Linked DNA regions of Hordeum vulgare: region 2 is linked to region 1. A link is a contact called in public Hi-C data. All regions are on one chromosome and are shown on one strand. Each heading gives the region's core, a stretch centred on a gene start, on an enhancer-like site or on the middle of the called end of the contact. The rest is flanking DNA. Distances are from core to core; before and after follow the strand shown. Region 1 holds the start of LOC123408803 (pentatricopeptide repeat-containing protein At4g16835, mitochondrial). Region 2 holds the start of LOC123408345 (general transcription and DNA repair factor IIH subunit TFB1-1-like).

Evidence for each region. A called contact is a pair of places that touch in the nucleus more often than the background predicts.
Region 2: a Hi-C map of leaf shows a contact between it and region 1, with 3 times the contacts expected there. The contact joins the promoter of LOC123408345 here to the promoter of LOC123408803 in region 1. A contact is called at or near these places in 4 of 6 Hi-C or Micro-C datasets (leaf and seedling) and 1 of 1 datasets of contacts at active chromatin or transcription factors (embryo).

Annotation. Positions count from the first base shown.
Region 1 is chr7H:386,798,440-386,801,210 of MorexV3_pseudomolecules_assembly, reverse strand. It overlaps LOC123408803 (pentatricopeptide repeat-containing protein At4g16835, mitochondrial), which reads left to right and starts at 1,428. Exons shown (of 1, transcript XM_045101848.1): 1 at 1,428-2,771. The coding sequence starts at 1,590. LOC123412222 (factor of DNA methylation 1-like) reads left to right here. Exons shown (of 8, transcript XM_045105163.1): 6 at 1-61; 7 at 155-364; 8 at 483-919. The coding sequence ends at 707.
Region 2 is chr7H:387,392,875-387,395,645 of MorexV3_pseudomolecules_assembly, reverse strand. LOC123408345 (general transcription and DNA repair factor IIH subunit TFB1-1-like) reads left to right here and starts at 1,428. Exons shown (of 20, transcript XM_045101469.1): 1 at 1,428-1,915; 2 at 2,659-2,737. The coding sequence starts at 1,841.

The DNA of each region.
Region 1 (2,771 bases), core at 179-2,678:
GATTATCAAGGAAAGGATGACCAATGATGAATTGCAAGATGCAAAGAAGGAGCTTATTTTGGTAACGTTATATACACACTTGTTCTCCTTAACAGTTTTTTTATTTTTCGGGGAGAATTCCGTAGACTAAATTCTTGAGCTTGTTGGCTTACAGAGCTTGGCGGATCTGTTGGGCCCGCGTAGCAACATTGGAATCAAGAGGATGGGTCAGGTGGACGAGAAGCCGTTTGTTGAAGCTTGCAAGCCAAAGTATGGCGTGGAGGCGGACACAAAAGCTCTTGAATTATGCTCCATGTGGCAAGACAATATGAGGGATGCCAATTGGCACCCTTTTAAGATAGTGACTACAGGTGAAAAGTCTGAGGTACGAACGATCAATTGAGTGATTCTTATCTTGTGCCTTCTTGTCTTAAACAAACACTTGCTGACAAGTACGTACATGGTGCAATGATCAACGCTAACACGATGTGATGTGTCCCCAGCAAATCATCGACGGAGGCGACGAGAAGCTGGTGGGGTTGAAGGAGGAGCTGGGCGAAGAGGTTTACAAGGCTGTGACCACCGCGCTGGTGGAGATGAACGAGTACAATGCCAGCGGCAGCTACGTGGTCTCAGAGCTGTGGAACAACAAAGAGAACAGGAAGGCTAGCATGGGAGAAGTGGTGGAGCATATCCTCAAGCAGTGGAAGGCGAAACGTAAGAGGTGATAAATGTATCCTACTACATTCCTGCTACTCGAACAAGCTAAGGTTTTCATTTTGGGGATCGGAGAAGACTTCGCGACTGTGCCCTTGTAATAATGTTGGTGAACCTGCAAGCTATGTGCTGCTCAATCAGTCTGAGAGCAGTGATGTATCTCCCCTTTTATTCCATTCGGAGTTGCCAGACAATGGTCGCAATGAATCGTTTTTCTTCCTTATTATGATTGCTTCTTTTTTCTGCATTGGATCGTTTTATTGTCTTCCATGAGTGTTTTTTTTCCTTGTTGGGCTGTTGGCAGCTGGCATGAACGCGACCAGCCTTTTTGCTGTTGCGAGAAGCACCTGTGCTCTCCCCCGCACAAAAAAAAAAAAAAAAAGTGGAGCACTTGTGCTCTGAAGTTGGAAGACGTGGTTTAGCCTCAAAATTTCAATGCTTTTGTTTGTCCATGTGAGAATTTATTTGGCACATTTGGTTTTTCGTATAGGTGCCGATCGCATTCCGAGCGCCCGTTGCGCTGTCCCGCCCCCAGCTGTGGTTGCAGCTCATCCGCCCATGGTTGCAGCATCGGGTGCGCCGCTTCACAATGCCAGTCATTGCATCTACACGGGCGTGTTTATAGTCCCCAGTGCCCGTTATTCGCTATGAGATGTGTAAAGGTTACTTGTGCGAGTGAGAGGTCGATGCTAGCTTCGGCTGGTCGCCCGATTTAAATTATTACTTAACCAAAGGTAAAGGGGAAGGGAACAGCGCAGAGAGGGGTGAGGGTGTGGGATGGCGCAAAACAATTTCACCACAAGTAGGCAGGCGGTGCCCGCTTTCGCCTGCAGCTGCTCCCCGCCTCCCACTCTACTAGTCGCGTCCCACATGCCTGTCCGGGTGCAACACAGATGATCGGGCGCCGACTTCGTCTCGGTGTCCGTGCCCGCTCCCTCACCACGGCAGCCGTCTGGCGTGGCGACCTCGCCGGCGCCGCGGAGACCATCGCGGCCACCCCCCGCAAGACCACGGCCGACTACAACCGCCTCCTCGCGGGCTACGCGAGGGCGCCCGGCGGCCGCCTCACGGGCGCGCGCCACCTGTTCGGCCGAATCCCGCACCCCGACGTCGTCTCCTACAACACGCTCCTCTCCTGCCACTTCGCCGCCGGCGACGTCCGCGGCGCCCGGGAGCTCTTCTCCGCGATGCCGGGCAGGGACGTCGCGTCCTGGAACACCATGGTGTCCGGGCTGTCCCGGAACGGGGCCGTGGACGAGGCCAGTGCCTTGTTCCTGGCCATGCCTGCGAGGAACTCCGTCTCCTGGAACGCCATGGTTTCCGGGTTTGCCTCCGCTGGGGACATGGGCATGGCCGAGGACTGCTTTAGGGACGCGCCCCACAAGGAGGACCCCGTCCTTTGGACAGCCATGGTGTCAGGGTACATGGATGCTGGCCATGTGGACAAGGCAACGGAGTTCTTCCAAGGAATGCCGGTGAGGAACTTGGTTTCCTGGAATGCCATGGTTGCTGGCTACGTCAAAAACTCACGCGCGGATGACGCTTTGAAGGTGTTCAAGACGATAGTCAGGGATGCCGATGTTCGGCCGAACGAGTCAACGTTAAGTAGCGTGCTCCTTGGATGCAGCAACCTGTCTGCGCTGGGATTTGGGAGGCAGGTACATCAGTGGTGCACCAAGTTGCCGCTGAGTCGGAGAATAACCGTTGGCACGTCGCTCGTGAGCATGTACTGCAAGTGCGGCGACTTGGAGGGAGCGTGCAAGCTGTTCGGTGAGATGCGTACAAGGGATGTAATTGCATGGAATGCAATGATTTCAGGATATGCACAGCATGGCCATGGGCAGGAAGCTATCAAATTGTTTGAAAAGATGAAGGCTCTAGGTGTTAAGCCTAATTGGATTACTTTTGTGGTAGTGCTGACTGCTTGTATCCACACTGGATTTTGTGATTTTGGAATACAGTGTTTTGAGACAATGCAGGAAATCTATGGAGTCGAGCCCCGGGCTGATCATTACTCTTGCATGGTGGATCTCCTGTGCCGAGCCGGTTTGCTTGAAAGAGCTGTGTGCTTGATT
Region 2 (2,771 bases), core at 179-2,678, 590 kb before region 1:
AAAGGAAAAAACATTACAAATATACGAACTGCAACATTGTGCAGCCATCTGCTAGCCGAGGCTTGGGCAAGTCAACTTTATCCTACGCTAACGGAAATTAGAGAGAAAACAAAAATATATATCATAAGATCAGAAAAATTATATTTTATATACATCGTACACTATGTTTTTATGTTTATAATTTTATGTGACATAAAATACTTTTTATGATGATTATAGTAATTTTTTACAATATTTTTTATTTATAAAATAAAACAAAAATTTATGGAATGTAAATTATGATGCATTGATGTTGAAATAAAAGGAGTAAATAATCCTATTGATCATCCATGGTGAAGAATGTTTATATATTTGATTAAACTTTATACATTTTGGCTTTCTAATATGGGGGCTGCTACACGTCCACCGGTGGATGTTTAATAAACATTCGCCACCTGGACGACCGTCCGATCTACACGGTTGGCCATTCGATCCGCGCGTGGGGCTTCGGTCGGGCACCCAGTAATTCCTGAAACGACGGTCGAGTTGCAGAAACAATCGATTTGTTGCAAAAAATAAACTTTGGACCCATTAATTCCTGAAACAACGGTCGAGTTCGAGAAACAATTGTTATGTTGCAGAATTCTTTTTTCCTTCGTCTTTCTGCAAACATACGTACTATTGTTGAAGAAAAATTTACAACAAAAGTCTTGTTGCAAAAATACTTCTGCAACAAAGATCAGGTTGCAGAAAAATTTACAACCCTTCGTGGTGCAGCTTGCCGCATGCGGAGGGCCGGCCGACGTCGGGGGCGAGCGGCCGACGGTGCGGGGTGAGTGGGGGAAGGGGGAGGGCCGGCTGGCATCGGGACATTGGGGCTGTAGCGGAGCCGCAAGCGGGCAGGGATGCGGCGACGCTCCGACGGCGCGGGGGCGACGGGAGGCGAGGTAGCTGGCCCCTTGGTCACGAGAGCTCGCCGACGGGGCCGGGAGCAGGCCGGGGAAAGAGGTCGGACGACGGCACATGACGAGACCGTGCGACGGTTGCCGGGGTGGATCTGGGCGTCAGCAGGGACTCGGTGCAGTGACGAGGTGGAGCTTCAGGCGACCATGGCAACGACAACAGCTCCGCGCGAGGGTTGCATGGCACCAGCCAAACGACGGACGAGGTCGACGGGGCTGATGCGAAGGCGCGGCGTGGAGCCCCAACTTCAGGACCGTTTCTGAAACAAGGATCCAGTTTCAGAAAACGGTTTGCGACTAGGTCGCTGCTTCGTTGGGCACGAGCACGGTCTTATCCATCAGATCAAGACAAATCAATGGATGAATGAACGATGAATGAATCGCACGGATCAACCGGTGGGAGGTAAGAGTTTTCCTTCTAATATGCGAGTGAATAAAAACGAAGAGAGTATAATCTCTTACATTTCCCTCACGCGGCCTACTCTTATTTACGGACTAGTGCCATCGCCTACCTACACGTTCGCTGGGCCTCCTTTTCCCCTCGCCGTCCTCAGACCGACGCGCACCGCCGCCTCCCATCAGCATCTCCTTACGCTGCCGCCGCCTAACTCTCTCCCTGTGCCGGAGGCCCAGCTCCCCGTAGCGTCTCGTGTTCCACCCCTTGAATGACTCCAGCCTCCGACTGCACGCGCGAAGCCCTCCTTCGAACTCGACATTGACACCGACCCCATCGGCACCGGCACTGGCGCCGGCGAGGCGAGGCGAGGCGACCAGCCGAGTGTCACTTCCTCGAATTCGTTCAGATCGTAACTAGGTCCTGACAGCGAACCCCTGTCTAGCTAGTTGCCTCGCCCTCTCCCTGCGCCGTTGAGAGCGAGGAGGAGGAGGAGGAGGAGGCGATGGGGACCATGACAATCGGTGCCAAGTACAAGGCCACGCTCAAGGACCGCGGCACCGGCGGCGTCCTCCGCATGGTGGGTCACATCCTCACTCGCCGTCTCCGTCCTCATCCCCACCCCATCCGAGACCCCCTTTAATTCAGGCACCTTGTATTGGTCTTGGTTCTGTTGGTTGGCTTGCGCTGGCGTTGCTTTTGCTGCTCGGTTGTCGGGGTGGGTTGCTCGGCAGGGGGTTTATCGGTGTTGAGGTACCCAACTGGTTGATCCCGAGCAGGTCTCTGGTTGGACGCAAAACGGAACAGATTGAAGGATGCTGCCGCTTAGGTCGGACGAGTGCGTGTGCCTGTGTTTTCCTCATTGTTGTATGTGTACCGCATCCAACCTTCGGTTTAGTCGAGGAACAGAGTAACTTTGATCCGCCGTAAGTTAGCATTGCGGTTGGAGCAAAAGGATTGTGTGTCAAACCCGGTGCCTCGTTTGCCTTTAGTGGGAGCCAATTTGTGCCCCGAGCAAGAACATCCAGTTTGTATAATGAAATTGGGGGCTAAACACAGGCTAGTATAAAAAACTCCGCTTGGGGCAGTTGTTTGGTCCGTGATTGCATTGTTTATATATGATGTTCCTAGTATTCTCATACTTGGTGCTGATGCAGCAAGGCGCAATGCTTCTTTGACTTAGTGGGTATTACTTTTGAATAGTCATCTCTGTATGTTTCAGCTGGTGTGAATCGTTCATTCCTTTCTTACAGCTGCTTGCAAGTCATTATAATGGGCTTCTTTGATCTAACTCATATTATTTCTTTGTTCTTGTAACTGCAGAGTGAAGATAAGTTCACATTTACCCCTAATGATCCACGCTCACTAATGAAGCTCAGTGTCGATTTTCAAACCATCAAAGGTACTTATCCTTTGTCCATATGCAGCGCTGGTTT